Regions from separate parts of the Danio rerio genome. Here region 1 is linked to region 2. The links are chromatin contacts, called in public Micro-C maps. All regions are on one chromosome and are shown on one strand. The core of a region is the stretch at or near the end of the contact, and the rest is flanking DNA. Distances in the headings are between cores, read along the strand shown.

Evidence for each region. A called contact is a pair of places that touch in the nucleus more often than the background predicts.
Region 1: a contact with region 2 is called in a Micro-C map of caudal fin, with 4 times the contacts expected there. The contact joins the promoter of desi1a here to the promoter of mrtfaa in region 2. A contact is called at or near these places in 4 of 18 Hi-C or Micro-C datasets (caudal fin, embryo, hematopoietic stem cells and 1 more) and 2 of 4 datasets of contacts at active chromatin or transcription factors (caudal fin and embryo).

Annotation. Positions count from the first base shown.
Region 1 is chr3:23,722,012-23,726,533 of GRCz12tu, reverse strand. It overlaps desi1a (desumoylating isopeptidase 1a), which reads left to right and starts at 3,244. Exons shown (of 6, transcript NM_200700.1): 1 at 3,244-3,493; 2 at 4,184-4,205; 3 at 4,327-4,396. The coding sequence starts at 3,403.
Region 2 is chr3:23,433,879-23,438,524 of GRCz12tu, reverse strand. mrtfaa (myocardin related transcription factor Aa) reads right to left here and starts at 1,496. Exons shown (of 19, transcript XM_073944424.1): 1 at 1,416-1,496; 2 at 1,063-1,182. It overlaps slc25a17 (solute carrier family 25 member 17), which reads right to left. Exons shown (of 10, transcript NM_001099261.2): 10 at 3,845-4,646.

The sequences.
Region 1 (4,522 bases), core at 1,995-4,494, 290 kb before region 2:
TCGGCTGCACATCCATGATGTGAATCTCCCATTCGACCACATCCCAAAGGAGCTCTTTTGGTTAGAGATCTGGTGACTGTGGAGGCCATTTGAGTACAGTGAGCTCATTGTCATGTTAAAGAAACCAGTCTGAGATGTTTTACGCTTTATGACATGGTGCATTATCCTGCTGGAAGTAGCCATCAGAAGATACACTGTGGTTATAAAGGGATGTACATAGTCAGCAACAATACTCAGGTAGGCTGTGGTTTTGACACACTGTTCATTTGGTACTAATGGGCCCAAAGTGTGCCAAGAAAAGATCCCCCACACCATTACACCACCAACACCAGCCTGAAACGTTGATACAAAGCAGGATGGATCCATGCTTTCATGTTGATGCCAAATTCTGACCCCATCCGAATGTTGCAGCAGAAATCGAGACTCATCAGACCAGGAAACGTTTTTCTAATCTTTTATACTTCAATTTTGGAGTGTGAATTGTAGCCTCACTTTCCTGTTCTTAGCTGGCAGCAGTGGCACACCCAGTGTGATCTTCTGGTGCTTTTGCCCATCTGCTTCAAGGATGGACGTGTTGTGCGTTCAGAGATGTTCTGCATACCTCTGTTGTACCGAGTGGTTCTTTGAGTTACTGTTGCCTTTCTATCAGCTCAAACCTTTCTGGTCATTCTCCTCTGACCTCAACAAGGCATTTGCACCACAAAACTGCAGTTTCTGAAAACTCAGACCTGCCTGTCTGGCACCAACAACCATGCCACATTCAAAGTCACTTAAATCACCTTTCTTCCCTATTCTGATGCTCAGTTAGAACTGCAGCAGATCGTCTAGACCAGGGGTGTCCAAACTTTTTGGGCAAAGGGCCAGATGCAAAAAAACAAATGTTGTCGCGGGCCAAATTTTACATACATCACACAGACACGCATATATATAAATAAATAAATATATATATATATATATATATATATATATATATATATATATATATATATATATATATATATATATATATATATATATATATATAATATATTTTATATATATATATATAAATATATATATATATATATATATATATATATATATATATATATATATATATATATATATATATACACAGTTGAAGTCAGAATGGTTAGCCCCCCTAAATTGTTAGCCCCGTTTATTTTTTCCCCAATTTCTGTTTAACGGAGAAAAGATTTTTTTCCCCACACATTTCTAAACATATTAGTTTTAGTAACTCATTTCTAATAACTGATTTATTTTATATTTGCTATGATGACAGTAAATAATATTTGACTAGATATTTTTAAGACACTGCTATACAGCTTAAAGTGACATTTAAAGTCAAGTTAACTAGTCAAGTTAAGGTAATTAGGCAAGTTATTTTATAACAATGGTTTGTTCTGAAGAATTAAGGGGCTAATAATTTTGACCTTAAAATGGTTCATAAAAAAATTTAAACCGCTTTTTATTCTAGCCGAAATAAAACAAAAGTCTTTCTCCAAAAGAAAAAATATTATCAGACATACTGTAAAAATGTCCTTGCTCTGTTAAACATCATTTGGGAAATATTTAAAAAAGAAGAAATAAATCAAAGAGGGGCTAATAATTCAGACTTCAACTGTGTGTAGATAGACAGACAGACAGACAGACAGACACAGACAGACAGACAGACAGACAGACAGACAGACAGACAGACAGACAGACAGACAGACAGACAGACAGACAGACAGATAGATAGATAGATAGATAGATAGATAGATAGATAGATAGATAGATAGATAGATCATAACAAGAACTGCTGCTTAATTGAATGCATGTAATAGCGACACCCGGTGGTTATTTATTGAATTACGTTCATTTTTGTATAGCGGGCCAGTTTCTTTTGATATTTATAAAAAGCCTCGCGGGCCGCCACAAAATTGATTGCGGGCCGCAGATGGCCCGCGGGCCGTAGTTTGGACACGCCTGGTCTAGACCATGTCTACATGCCTAAATGCATTGAGTTGCAGCCATGTGATTGGCTGATTAGAAATTTGCATTAACAAGCAGTTGTACCTAATAAAGTGGCCGGTAAGTATATTGTATTATTAATAAATTGATGTTTATTAAATGTCCCTGTCTTTACACATTAAGCCACTTAGTTTATAATCACTATTCTGTTTTAGCTGGAGATCTTGCACATTACTGAGGTTTATAAGAACATCCGTTTCACAGACGATTATTTTCTATTGTGTTATAATGTTCCATAAAGTGTGAAAAACGTTGTGAATTTATAAATGTCCAATATTTGTGTCTCATTCCAACTCTGGATTTAAATTGAAAATTAAATATGCATCTTTCTTCTAGAGTCAAAAACATTTGATAAAAATAGTAATTGCTAGCTCTTTCTATAGGCTTTTGATCTTTTGATACACTGTAAAAGTTACTTTTGCTGTTTGTTTAAACTACTTATTTAAAATTAGTTGAAACAACACAATTCTTAAGGTTTTTTTGGGACAGTTTAACTGTTTTATGTTAAATCCATTTCAGTTTGCAAAAATACTTAAGTTCACTTAATCGATTTGTGTTGAGACAACATGAAGGAATTGTTTGTAACCCAGCACTTTTTACACTGTAATCTCTCTCTCAATTTAATAGTTGTTTTATTGGCACGACAAATGTTACAAATTAATTGCCAAAGCAGTTCTAAAGTTAACATAATAAGTAAAAAATATATAATAAAAACAGTAATAAGTAGTAAAGATAAAAAATATGACATTTATATCTAATAATTAAATTAAATATCAACAGTACATCATATTATTCAATATATCATAATGTAATTCAACATATTACATTAATATTCAATATATAGTATTATTATTCAACATATCATATTACTTACTCATACAAATCAATACAAAAATAATAATAGTTTAGAATATAAAGCTTTCTAAAACACATACCGATGGAAGACAAATTAATGAACTGTACGTGGCGATAGAAGCGCCAGCGAACTGTAGTGTGGATTGAATCCATTGATATGACATTATCGTTTGTCGTGGGCATGTAGTTTCTAAAGAGCGTGTCGTGAAGTAACTGTCTGCACATACGATAGATGGCGCTGTCGTGCCGTTGAATTAATACGCTGCTTCTTCACAGGCGGCTTGGAAGGACAGCTAGCCTATTCATCTTCGATCATCCTTATAAAGTAGCTTTATCGTGTTTTATTTCCTTAAACCCTCCTAATGCCGTAGACTGTCCGAACGTCCCACACAGATAAAATATTTCAGACATTTTAAAACTGACACTGATAGACCGTCGTGATTATTTGAGGATCTTGAGGCCGCGAGAGCTGCAGGTACCGCAGGCAAGGCTAACGTTTAGTCAGCCGCATTCAGACACCAGCATCACTTTAACATGGAGCAACACGACTCGACGTTTGGAGTCCAGCTCTTCATTTATGACCTGTCGAGGGGAATGGCACGGCAGCTCAGCCCGATAATGCTGGGTGAGTGCAGCAGATCGTCTTTACTTTCCGTTACACTGGCGAGGGCCGCTAAGTTAGATTTGCAATTCTCGAAGAAGCGCTAGCTTATTTGTATGGATACCATGGTAGTGTCGCTCCCTGGTAAACCTTCCAATGAAAATTCCAGACTTATGAATATTAATTGGGTAAATCCAAAGACGATTTGCAACTGTCCAACGGCGAATATATTTCTTGATTATTAATGAGGTAATATGACGTCGCGTTGTTGTGGTCCAATAGGAAAGGGTGTCATCATGAATATTTAAGAGACGCCTCAGCGTACTAGGATTTATAAATTCGTTTACTGTTTCAGTACAACTGACTTGTTTAGAACATTTTATCAACATTTATTGCTAATCAAACAGCCTTTAGAGCTGTATTCGCAACAAGTCATGCCCATTTAGCTACATATAATTATTTGTAAGAAAACAAACTGCCCAAGAACACGATGTTCTTCATTGTAATGAGACGCGTCACGTGCTAGCCCACTAGTTTAGCCCTCATGAATGTTCAACAGAGTAAAAGTACTTTAACTCCTTAAGTGGTTCAGATCACAACAGTCCTGATATTGTATTTTGATAATATGAATATAACAAAATGATAACTTATGAAAGAAATATCTAATTTAATCCAACATCAATATTTGGATTTTAATCTTATTTTCTCTTTCAGGAAAGCAGCTTGATGGGATTTGGTAAGTTTGTGAATTACCTGTCTGTAAAATGTTATTATTACAACCCTTTATGCATCAAGTATAATATATAATATCTAGTTATGTAACCGCAAGCTTTTCCTGTATGATTATGTAAACACAGGCACACGTCTATAGTGATCTATGGTGAGGAATTCTTCTATGGTGGTGCTGGGATCTCTAGTTGCCCACCGGTAAGATCACAACGCATTGCAATAATATATTTAGTACAGAAGATAAGACAAGCACTTAAAAAATGTTAACCTAAATATACTCAATGTACTATATAATGTGCTGCAATCCCTTAATTTACATGTTCA
Region 2 (4,646 bases), core at 247-2,746:
ACTGTAAACTTGGTGACTACACTTTAACTAAGGTAGGTCTTTAAAAACTGAAAGTTTTTTTTTAAAGAGTACTGCTGACAATACTAACTAACTTTGCCTCTAAATAAACATTAACAGAACATTGATCACAATGATCAATGATGGTTTTGTTTAAAAAAAAAAAAAAAAAAGACGAGATTCGAAAAGTATCTCTACTTCTACTACAACGTGGTGTCTCTCTGACCACTGTAACAGGTAAAAAGAGTCTTTAAAGCTATATCATGCATTTTAACGAAGTTGCATCTCGTTCACCAATTCAATAGAGCGCGCTGATTGATTCGAAGTCGAACCAAGTCTTTCTCATGTATTAATGAACGGATGTGCTGAAAACTCAGTGATGTCACTTTGTACCGGCAGGTACAGGCATTTAATCTCCACACTGGAATTTACACAATGATCACATCGCCGGGACCTTGCTTCGAAATTTCTTTTTAAACCAGAAGAACGAGTTTACTCTAAACAATTTTCACTTTTTTGAGAAATATATGTGTCCTAATAGTGTTTTTAGCAACGTGGAACATATATATGACTGTCAACATCTAAAAACACGTGTTTTGGTGTTTGGTGACCCTTTAATGATATAATTTCAGAAAAGTATTATTAGCAAATTCTTAATAGGGGAATTATATTATCGGCCAATGACTATCTAAGTACAAAAATGTTCACAGTCAATTAAATAGTGCTAATGTTGTTTTAAAGTCATGCTTACAGGCAATTTTAGAGTGAATTTTCAAATTAGCATAGCAAACAATATAGGGACTGTTAAAATAAACAAATGTGTGAATATAAAACCAACTTCACCTCAATCTGTAAATCACCAAACAGTGTCAACAAAAATGGGCCGTAAGATATGTGCAGAATAAAAAAAAACACATAGCTTGACATTATTTACAGAAAGAAAGAAAATTACAACAATAAAAGTTTTTAAAAGTATAAAGACGTATAAAAATATAATAACAGTCGTCACAGTGTACCAACAATCCTAATGACAAATTAAATAAAAGAATAAAGGCGCCATCATACTCTGTCATGATGATTCATGTTACATAACAGTGGCTCCTTCACAGCATCAGGACCACTGGCACCCTCTCATGCCCACCGTGGCCAAGGTGACCTGCATCGCTTAAAATCTCCCGTCACAGCCTAAAAAAAGATGGTTTCACTAAGCAAACATATGGCACAGTAACCTGACAAGCCAATTTAACTTGTCAAGCAAACTCGTGCCATGTGCGTGCTGCTCCAAACTGCACAACACAACTTCCAGATAAGCTTATAACGCGGTATTTAACACACATAAATAACTTGAAGGCACGACTGCGACTGAATAGCTGCTGAACGAAGAAATAAAGATGAATTTAGTTTACCAGTTGTCTTACTTTACACTGGTGTTTTCATCCCATCTATTGGTATTCCACTGGTCTGCACTCCCACTTATTGTTTCCGATATGCAGCAAAACTTCGACCGGAACCCTGCCCCCCTTTTTTAAGATCCACCCAATAGTGGACGAGCCCTCTGAAAACTGACACTGCGAGTAACCAATAAACACGTTTTGATGACTTCCGCAACAGGGGCTGTGGTGAGCTAAGCCAATCACATTGTTGCTCGCTGTTATCACTAGAACCATTCAGCCAACTGGATTGGTGAGCGTTGAGATTTAACAAACATTTTGTGAATTAGAGAAAGAACCTGTAAAACACTTGTTTTTAATCCACATTTATTTAAATGTTGATGTTGAATATCTAATATTTAAACTTACAAAATAAAAAAATATTTCTTTTTTGTAATTTGTTTCGATTTTTATAATTATACGACTTTAGAGCCAAACTTTATTACTTCAATGATTATGTAGAGGAAATAACATGTACACAAACAAAACTATCCAACGATGAACCTAACATTTTTTTTGTTTGTTTAAGCATTATTTTGAAAACCTAAAGGATCTTAAAAATTAAAAAGCTTTAAGGATGTAGCAATTTTGTAATTATTTTCTTATGTGAAATTATTGTAATTTTATTATTCCATCATGTGTTTTTTTTTTTTTTGTATTCTCGTTTCTATTTGTTTGTTCCTTTGATGTTAAAGTAAATAAAAATAATTAAAAAAAACAGAAGTAGACAGGAAAATAGTATTTCAGCATAATTGTTGCAAACTATTTATTTGGGTTGAATTTAAACAAATTATATTGAGTAATGTTCAACTTGATATGTTTGTTTAAATTCAGCTCAAATAAATTGTTTACAACCACTTACCTTACATTTTTTGGTAGTAACTTCAAGGAATCATCTTTGAATAATTTTTTTCAGCGTACTTTATTTCTCTTACTTTGTACTTTTGCCTGCTATTGTTGTTGTTAGGCAATAAAGAATAAAAAAATAAAATAAATGGAAAGGATTGCAAAGACAAATGCAAAAACATATAACAAATTAATAGATTAAATAAAATAAACAGATTAAATAAAGAAATAAATAATGCAGGTTTAGGCTAAGAAATCCCAAAGGAAATACATTGCATTGCAACATTTTGTCTATTCAAATAAACAAGCGAATAATATAATATAATATAATATAATATAATATAATATAATATAATACATTTTTGTTGTTATAAAATAATGTTATAAAAATGTTAAATGTTGTCAAAAAATGAAAAAAATTGCATATATTTTTGCTGTTTTGTATTGTATTTTTGTAACTATTGTGATTTTTTAAAAATTATATAAATAGATTAAACAGATTAAATAAAAAAATTACACAGGTTTAGGCTAAGAAACCCCTGAGGAAATACATTGCATTGCAACATTTTGTCTATTCAAATAAACAAGTGAATGATATAATATAATATAATATAATATAATATAATATAATATAATATAATATAATATAATATAATACAATATAATATAATATATAAAAAATACTGTTTTAAAAATGTAAAATGTGGCCAAACCATAAGAATTATTATTATTTTTTTTTTTTGCTGTTTATTGTTTTATTTTTGTAACTATTTTGATTCAAAAAATGATAACGAATATTACAAATAACTAAAACCATTATAAATATATTACAGTATTAGGACATTGAGAACAAAATTGAGTTGAAGTACAGAACAAAAAGCGTGATCATACTGCCATCTGGTGGCAATTTTATGCAAATCTCTTTCTTTTTTATACTTTAGATCAGGGGTGGCCAAAGGTTTTCTTATGAAGGGCCAAAAGCAAAACTAGATTGAGGCTAATGGGCCAAAGGTAAATTTAGGTGGCATGGGTACTTCCTTATTTACTTAATAATATTTAAAAATAACTAGAAAACATTGCTTTATACTTAACTAATACTAATAATAATTAATTTACATTTTAATGAACTTATTACAGGTAAAACAATCTTATTTATAACAGAATGAAGTTACGCTAGTCAAGCTGCACCTGATTTTGCCTTAATTTGCTCGCAGATGTCTTCTGCATTGTCCTCTATCTGTCAAGTGACAGTATTTACATTTTTGCAAAGTATTTATTTACGTATTTAACATGTACATTTTAATGAAACATTTAAGTTGGGTTTTTTTGTAGCTCAGCAATAAAACAAACAAACAAAAAGCTTATTTTAAACTAGAAATGTCAATCTCTGTTAAAATCATTCGCCCCAACCCTGCCCATCATTCATACACCTTTCTCGGAGTAGAATGGTGGGCCAATGGAATGGTGGGCCAAATCAGTTAAAATGGGCCAACTAGCGAGCCCTAGTTTGGGCATCTCTGCTTTAGATGAAGATTGCTCCTTTAAATGCAAACAGAAATAATAGAAACGACTCCCCTTCATATCACATTTATATCACATCTCAGTCAATTATTTTACTGCATAGAAATTTCTCAGAGAGATTATAAAACATAAACAATAATTGATCAATATAACAAAATGATTTATAGTTTGAATCATCATTCACAATTGCATTATTCAGTGTTAATAAAACCATTCTGACAATTAAGAAAAAACATTTTACATTCATAAATAGCTAATTCCGTGCAAAAGATTCTTACATTACATTAGTGCAGTGTGGACAATGAAATATGTATATACAGTAAATGATACCCATAAGCCTCTGTGTCTTGTGTAACATTCACAGTTCAGGTGTTAATTCTGGCCAAAGCTGCTCATAAACAGGTTATTCCACAAGTCCCAATCACGAATGATGGAAGGAAGCTATTTTAAAGATCAGACTGTAAACTTTTTAGGTTAAAGGTCCACTAAAGACTCAGCGGCTTTGTGTTTGTCAAGTAAAATCAAGTATCACTTACACACAACCAGATAAACCAGTCTGGAAGTTGTTTCTTTTTTGTTGACAGCACAAAAGCAGATCCTTTACAGGATTGATTTTCTTTTTGACACTTTGTAAACACGTTTAGTTCTGCTAAAACCATGTTAGCACATACTTTTTAATCAAACGCTTTATTAAAAAGCTACACTAGATCGTGACCAAGCTATTGACCTCTTAATGTAACGGTGTTAATTTATTGAGTTGATTTGATTTTAGTAAGTGTGTGTGTGTATATCCTATTTGTAATCACTCATTTGTATTGAAACACTATCAGTCAAATGTTTGAACTCAGTCGC